Regions from separate parts of the Sus scrofa genome. Here region 1 is linked to region 2. A link is a contact called in public HiChIP or PLAC-seq data. All regions are on one chromosome and are shown on one strand. The core of a region is the stretch at or near the end of the contact, and the rest is flanking DNA. Distances in the headings are between cores, read along the strand shown.

The links. HiChIP or PLAC-seq counts read pairs in DNA pulled down with a chosen protein or histone mark.
Region 1: an H3K27ac HiChIP or PLAC-seq map of alveolar macrophages shows a contact between it and region 2. The contact joins the enhancer-like site here to the promoter of MRAS in region 2. A contact is called at or near these places in 1 of 5 promoter capture datasets (liver), 14 of 47 Hi-C or Micro-C datasets (alveolar macrophages, brain, embryonic fibroblasts and 8 more) and 2 of 2 datasets of contacts at active chromatin or transcription factors (alveolar macrophages and skeletal muscle).

What each region holds. Positions count from the first base shown.
Region 1 is chr13:79,218,235-79,222,179 of Sscrofa11.1, forward strand. No RefSeq gene overlaps it. Among named protein-coding and RNA genes, the nearest start is that of ESYT3, 26 kb to the right of the region's middle. Within about 2 kb of position 2,402, at least 13 of the 83 cell types and tissues checked have an H3K27ac peak or open chromatin away from gene starts, as enhancers often do. A contact at or near this core is called in alveolar macrophages, embryonic fibroblasts and omental adipose tissue, where this site is marked.
Region 2 is chr13:79,135,270-79,138,960 of Sscrofa11.1, forward strand. MRAS (ras-related protein M-Ras) reads left to right here and starts at 2,220. Exons shown (of 7, transcript XM_021069517.1): 1 at 2,220-2,351.

The DNA.
Region 1 (3,945 bases), core at 1,152-3,651, 83 kb after region 2:
TACAGAAAAGGAAACAGAGGCCCAGGGACTGCCAGGCTGACTGAGCCTGCCCTTGCACGCGGTTCTGTCTGGCTGTTTACCGCCACCCCCGCCGCCCTGAGGATGAGGCAGTCCCACTAGCCACCCCACCCTTTTTTAATTTTAACTCGTTTGAGGCAAATCTTTCGCCGCATCTCCCACATTCCCGCCTTCTTCCAAGTGAGCTGAATGCAGATCCACTTCCCCTGGGTGACTCAGCAGAGACATTTGGAACCTAGATCACTGTCGTTTTCCGGAGCTTCTGTCCTGGGCCTCCTCCCAGGGGCACCGCCTGTCCGCCTGCTGCCTCTTTCCAGCCTTTTTTCTGAGCAAGGCCAGCCCTTCAGCTAGCAGTTAGAGACTGTGTGAGACCACTGGGGCCTCTGGCCTCCAGCCCATGGGAGCAGCTGGCAGCCGGGGGCCCCCCTGGGAGCCCACCTTGGCCCTACTTGATGGCAGCTAGAGGAGCCCAGGATGAAGGACACCAGAGCTGGTTTTCTAGTTAATGTATCAACTCCTCTTCCCCCCCCACCCCCCTGCTCCCAAATGAATCCAGACTTTTGCTCCTGCCCTGTGGTTGACATTGCTGAGAGTCTGGCATTCCTGGTGAGCAGAGCTATGTGAGGTGGTGTACAGAGCACAGCTGCCCAGCTGTGCTGCTGGCCGATGGCTTAAGTGCAATGTCCCACCTGACGCCTATCTTTTCCCAGCTGGGTTCAGAGCCTCCTAGCCTCAGTCTTTCCCCAAACCCTCTCTTCATTTGGGTCTCCATGGCCAATGAGATCCGTGTTTTCCCTCACCATGCCCCTCCCACAGCCCTCAGAGTCTGCTGGCCAAGGTGGCCAGCTTCCCCCAACCCAGCTAGCATGGCTGGGCAGGAGCCAAGGGAAGGACAGGCCCTTTGTCCTGCACTGGGTGGCAGGGAGGGGGTGAGGGGTGCTCTCTCCCCTGGGGGTTACCCAACCAGGCTCTCCTGGGTCCAAGGAGGGCCAGATTTCCTCCCTCTGAAGCTCCAACAGAGTTAATCCCTCTCTCTTGTCATTCTGCTCTCTGCTCAGTGAGGGATTTCTTCAGAAGTGACGTGCACTTTCTCTGGGCGGTCTAGTATCAAAGGCTAAGGTAGGAGGTGGGATTCACTGACAGAGACGCCTCTCTGTTGAGCAAAGAGCTGAAATGCCATTTGTTGAGGGCTTGCTCTGGGCTGGGCAGGGCCCGGGTTACACAGTCCGGTGAGGTGGGTAGGAGGGCACACCCCTGACCCGGCATTTATGTGAATGGCACCCCTGGGCTGCAGAGCAGCAAGGCCCTCACTGTGCCCCCAGGAGGACACTAAACTTCCCTCAGGGGAGGATTCTGTGCTTCAGAGATGTTCAGTAGGTCTCTCCAGTTCTCACAGGCCTGAGTGGCACAGCCAGGACTCCAAGGGTGTCCTCCGTGCCAACCTCAAACTGGAATCAGAGGACACTTCCTCACAGACCTTGGAGAGTTATTCCAACACTATGGGCCTGGGTTCCCTCATCCAAAAAATGGACTCGTGAGTATTGACCCCTGCTGCTGTGAGAGTTAAATGATTCAAAGAATGCTATGTGCTGGCATTCACGGAGAATAATCTCCCATACTTCACAGATGCTGTTCTTTTTTCTTTCTATCTTTTTTTTTTTCGTCTTTTGTCTTTTTAGGGCCACACCCGTGGCATATGGAGGTTCCCAGGCTAGGGGTCTAATTGGAGCTACAGCTGCCAGCCTACACCACAGCCACAGCAACACCAGGTCCGAGCTGTGTCTGTGACCTGTACCACAGCTCACAGCAATGCCAGATCCTCAACCCACTGAGCGAGGCCAGGGACCAAACCCTCGTCCTCATGGATGCTAGCCAGGTGCATTACCGCTGAACCACTTCCATCCAGTGTTATTTCTGTAGTAGTAGCCGCACTACTAGTAGAATGTATTATCCGTCCCTATTTGAGATTCCTGGGAAGCTGGGCCAGTGTCCCCCTTGTCCACCAGGGGGCACCATCACAGAGCAGATGGATCCCTTTCCAGCCTCACCGTGTTTGTAGGGAAGGCCTCTGGTTTCAGCTGCAGAGCAGTCCTGGGATGCCAAAGGTCAGCCCCTCTACCGCCTGCCCCTGCTCTCTGCCCTGCCCTCTGGGACTGCCCCCCTCCCCCACCCCCAGGGCCGCTTGTACCTAGATTAACATACACCCTGGGGACCCTGGATCCGGAGTGTAGCAAGTTCACCATAATTTGGCAAATGGTTCACACAGGCCCAGGCTGGTGGACCCTCTTAGGAACTGTTGGGTGAACTCCAGCACTTGCCCCCCTCTGGATCTAAACACCCGCTCCCTGGGAGACGCCCAAGACCCTGGCCTCTGGCCTGTTCACTCTGCAGCCAGCACTTCACACAATGTGTGAGGGACTCCCTCAGGCCTCAGTCATAGATTGAGCTTATTGACAGGGCAGATTCCAAAGCCCCCAGCTGGGCCAGCAGTTCTCAGTAACTGCGCAGCACCTGGGAACTTGTAAAAAATTCTCCCCACCCCAGATTTATTACGTCAGAGACTCTGGGGTGGGGCTCAGCAACCCATGGTTAATAAGCCCTCAGGTGATTCTGCTGCCTGGGGAAGTCTGAGACCCATTGGCCTGCGCTCTTCTGTGGTGACAGGAATCCCTCTCCACAGACATTGCCAAATCCCTCGCCAGAGCTCCAGTGGGTCTAATCCATGATTTCCAAGGGGCTGAAGTGTTTTGTCAGTGGTGCGGTTGGTGGTTGCCAGGGCTGTGATCGGTATTTTCCCATATGATGGTGCTCAAAGCTATTGTGGCTTTATCTTGATGAAAATGTGTAATGTTTTCATGACAGTTGCTTAGCGAATAGAACCCCAACTTGTGACCGACAACTTCACAGATCATCAGATTTCATAATCTCTCTTGTTTCCAGCAGCGACACAATCTTTCTGTTCTGAGGCAAGGCGAGGTTGCCCTGAGATGGTGAGGTGGCTCTGTGACCTCGTGAAGGGGGAGGGCTGCTCACACCCAGTCCCTCCCCCCAGGGAAGTACCAGGCCTGGAAGCGATCGGTGTGGTATACGGAGGGATGGGTCTGTGCCTCTCATCCCTGAGTCTTTAGGAAGCTCACAACCTCAAATAAAATGTTGGCAGAAAGTGTGAAAAGTTCATTCCTTTCCCTTCGAGTCACCTCTGGGAGAGGAATTTCATAGAACTCAGCATTGCCATCCACATCCCCCAAATATGTATGGTGAGAAGGAAAAGGTAGACTGATTTCCTATGAAAATGGAGCTGGTGGCACCATGCAGGCAAGGCTTGCTTAATGATGCTGGAAGGTGTCAGAACAGTTTGGGTGTTTTTGGTTTTGGTTTTGGTTTTTTGCTACAGTGTGCAGTGGCTTGAAGCGGGGTCTCAATTCCCAGACCAGGTCCAGATTTGATCATCATGATCATCATGACATCATCAATATTTTACTCTAGCATGATGTCCAATGGGATAGGAAGACAGTGTCTTATGCTTCTAAGTCTTATGCATCTAAGTTGTAGTACAGAAACAGAGAGGTGACATCATGCTGAGGAAAATGGTGTATTTCTCTACCAGGTGAAAGCAACCTTTTCTCTCCTGTTTTCTAATTGCTACAATAAAAAAGCATTAGAACATTTGAGATCAACTGCAGTCTTCTGGGTACGAGAGTCTATGTTGATTTGATCTAGTAAGAGACCCTCAACTGGAACAGCAGATACAATTAGACGTATCATTTAGTTAGGTCTACAGTTAGCCAAGGTATTGAAAAGGAGTTCTTCCTCTGGGGAAATGGGTTAATAATCTGCCCACTCGAGGAGGGTTAAAGGCTATGCACCAAAGAGCCTCAGTGTTGGGGAGCAAGGCTCCCTCAGTAGCTCTAAGTGCAACATACCCAA
Region 2 (3,691 bases), core at 970-3,469:
AAGGAACTGAGTTTGCTGCAGCTGTAGCATAGGTCGCAGCTCCAGCTTGGATTTGATTCTCAGCCCAGGAACTCCATATGCTTCAAGGCATACACACAAACAAACAAAAAATCCCAAACCTGGCAAATCTCATGCAGAGATGGAGCTGGCCTTGTTTTTGAGGTGGGCTCTTTCTTCTTGGGAAGGCTTTATTTTCTAAGCACTGTGGGATTTTGGAAGATTTTGCTCTGCTTTTTATGATGCATTCTTGGGCCCAGAACTCAGCAAATGTCATGTGCGGAAAACTGGTTGTATGTTTAAGGCCCCCTATTTCCAATTTACCATCCTAATATCATGTGGCCACTAAAAGCTTTGCTGGTTTCTCTTTACTCCATTAGAAATCTTCCTTTTGGGCAAAGATTGGTCATCAACTAGTGCTCCAAATTAGCAAAGGTACTAGGGGAGGGAAGGGGAACAGCGGGAAAGCCTCATCTTATTTTGCTGCTCTAGAAGAAGTGGCCTGCCACAACTTACTATGTCCTACCTAGAAGGCAGAATCCCCTCAGCCTTTGAAACTCAGAACCCTTTTCAAACTATGGTCCCAGCATGTGTTTCAAAATCCTAGAGTGGACCTTTTTTTTTTTTTTTTTTTTTGGTCTTTTTAGGGCCGCACCCATGGCATATGGAAGTTCCCAGGCTAGGGGTTGAATCAGAGGTCTAGCTGCCAACCTACACCACAGCCACCGCAACTTGGGGTCCGAGCCATGTCTGTGACCTACACCACAGCTCACAGCAATGCCGGATCCTTAACCCACTGAGCGAGGCCAGGGATCGTACCCCTGTCCTCATGGATACTAGTTGGGTTCATCACTGCTGAGCCAAGTTGGGAATTTTGGACTTTTCTTCCTTGACAAATTTTTATCATGTTGCTATGCTGAGACTCTAGGTGTCAAAATGGGGTTCAGAGTTTTTCAAACTGTAGGTCACAGCCCATTAGTGGGGTATGAAATCAATTTAGTAGGTCTCGCTAGCATTTTCTAATGAAACAGTGTAGAGCAAGTCAGAGTACATCGTATGTAGTAATAGTAAGTATTGTTTCTTGAAATTTTTGTTTCAGCGGTGTATATGCACATGTTTTGGTTTACAATGCCAAACCTCTTTGTTCCTATAGGTTGCAGGCCAAAATGTTTAAAAGTCACTCACTGCAAGTGACCAAAGGGAGAAAAACAAATGATCAAAAACTTTTGGAGTTTCCGTTGTGGTTCAGAAGGTTAAGAACCTGACTAGTATCCATGAGGTCTTGGGATTAATCTTTGGCCTTGCTCTGTGCATTAAGGATCTGGTGTTTCTGTGAGCTGTAGTGTAGGTTGCAGATGCAGCTTGGATCCCACGTTGCTGTGGCTGTGGTGTAGGCTGGCAGCTGTAGCTTCGATCTGAACCCTAGTCTGGGAACTTCCATATGCCACACGTGAGGCCCCCACCCCAAAATTAATTAATTAATTAAAAAAAAAGCGGGTTGGAGAAGTTTGGCCATGAATGGGAAATTGATTGAAAACTGCTCTTCTGGCTGCAGAGAGCAAGAGGGAACCAATGTGAAGGATAGACCACAAGCATCACAGAAAAAAATCTTGGGTGTGGCGGGTGCAGGGAGAACTGAAGATGAGAAATGGCTGAACCTGGAGTTCCCATAATGGCCCAGTGGAAACGAATCTGACTGGGAACCACGAGGTTGCGGGTTCGATCCCTGGCCTCGCTCAGTGGGTTAAGGATCCGGCGTTGCTGTGAGCTGTGGTGTAGGTCACAGATGCTGCTCGGATCTGGCATTGCTGTGGCTCTGGTGTAGGCTGGCAGCAACAGCTCCGATTGGACTCCTAACCTGGGAACCTCCATATGCTGTGGGTGCAGCCCTAAAAAGACAAAAAAAAAAAAAAAAAAAAAAAAAGAAAAGAAAAGAAAAAAGAAATGTCTGAACCTGATTGGTAAAGACATGACAACCCTGAGAGAAGACTACATAGTTCTTGGCACCAGATCAGGGCAGCCTGGGGGAAGAAAGGCCTTGTACTTGGCACAGAAGAAAGGTCAGCTGAGGGAAGAATGGGCCTGGGGGTGGGGTGAGCCTCTTCTGCTAACCCCTGGTTGGTGCTCCACAGTCTGCAAAAGAGTGATTCCAGCCACAGGCCCGAATGGGACTGAGACGAGCGCTTGTGTTTTCTTCACCTTCTCCCGCTTTCCCAACACCAAACACACACACAACTGACCTGCTGCTGAGGCCACAAGACAGAAGGAAAGAGTGGAGGCCCTGGGGTCAGAAGGCCCTGAATCTTGGTCCACTGGCTGGGTGGGGTGGGCCTGTGTTCTCCTGATGTCTAAAGGTAAGACCTTGAACCCTCAGGGACCACAATGAGGTAGGGAGTTCTGGAGGAAAGTTTTACTGCAATGCCCTGGCGTGGCTGTGGCTGTGGCAGAGACCAGCATTTGTAGCTCGGATTCGACCCCTAGAATGGGAACTTTCATATGTTGCAGGTGCGGCCCTAAAAATGATTTGAAAAAGAAAAAGAAAAAGAGGGAGTTCCTGTCGTGGCTCAGTGGTTAACGAATCTGACTAGGAACCATGAGGTTGCAGGTTCCATCCCTGGCCTTGCTCAGTGTGTTAAGGATCCAGCGTTGCCTTGAGCTGTGGTGTAGGTTGCAGAGGTGGCTCGTGTTGCTGTGGCTCTGGCGTAGGCTGGTGGCTATAGCTCCGATTCGACCCCTAGCCTGGGAACCTCCATATGCTGAGGGAGCGGGCCTAGAAAGTGCAAAAAGACAAAAAGAAAAAAAGAAAAAAAGAAAAAGAAAAGAAACTGGCATCAGATTGGGAGTCCCAAGCATGGCATGAAGGACTCAGGGCAGCAAGGTTCCCCCAGGCCTGGGGTGGTGGGTGAAGCTCTCAAAATGAATGGCTTCCCTGGATGTGCAAACCTGGTTCCAAGTCACCTCCGCGATGATGTCCTACTAAAAGAAGGTCCTCAAAAATGACGTCGAACTACAATGAGATACCGCTCCCCGTTACTCTCCAATAGCATGGCTATAATAAAAAAGACATGATACCAAGTGTTAGCAAGGATGTGGAGGCATGGAACGCTTATACATGGTTGGTCAGAATAAAAAATTGTGCAGTCGCTTTGGAAAACAGTGTGGGGGCTCCTCAAAATGTTATGCGTAGTTAGCATATAACCCACAATTCTATTCTGAGGTATATACCCAACAGAAATGAAAGTGTTCATACAAAGACTTGCCCACAAAGTTCATAGCAGCTGTATTCATAATAGCCCCCAAATGCAATCAACCTAACTGTTCTTCAGCTGATGAAAGATGACATGTGGGGTACCCACACAATGGAATTCTATTCAGTCACAAAAAGGCATGAAGTATTGCTACATGCCGCAACGTGGATGAACCTTGAAAATATCTTGCCAAGTGAAGGAAGCTGGGTTACAAAAGACCACATGTATGATTCCACTTACATGAAATGTCCTGAGTAGGCAAATCCATGGAGACAGAACGTAGATTAGCAGTTTCCAGGGGCTGGGAGGAAGGGGGAATGGAGAGCGACTGCAAGTGGGTTCATTTGTTTTTGGGTTTTTTTAGGGGGGAGGGTGTTATGAAACGTTCCGCAATTAGATAAGGGTGATGGTTGCATGACTTTGTAAATGTACTAAAACCCACTAAA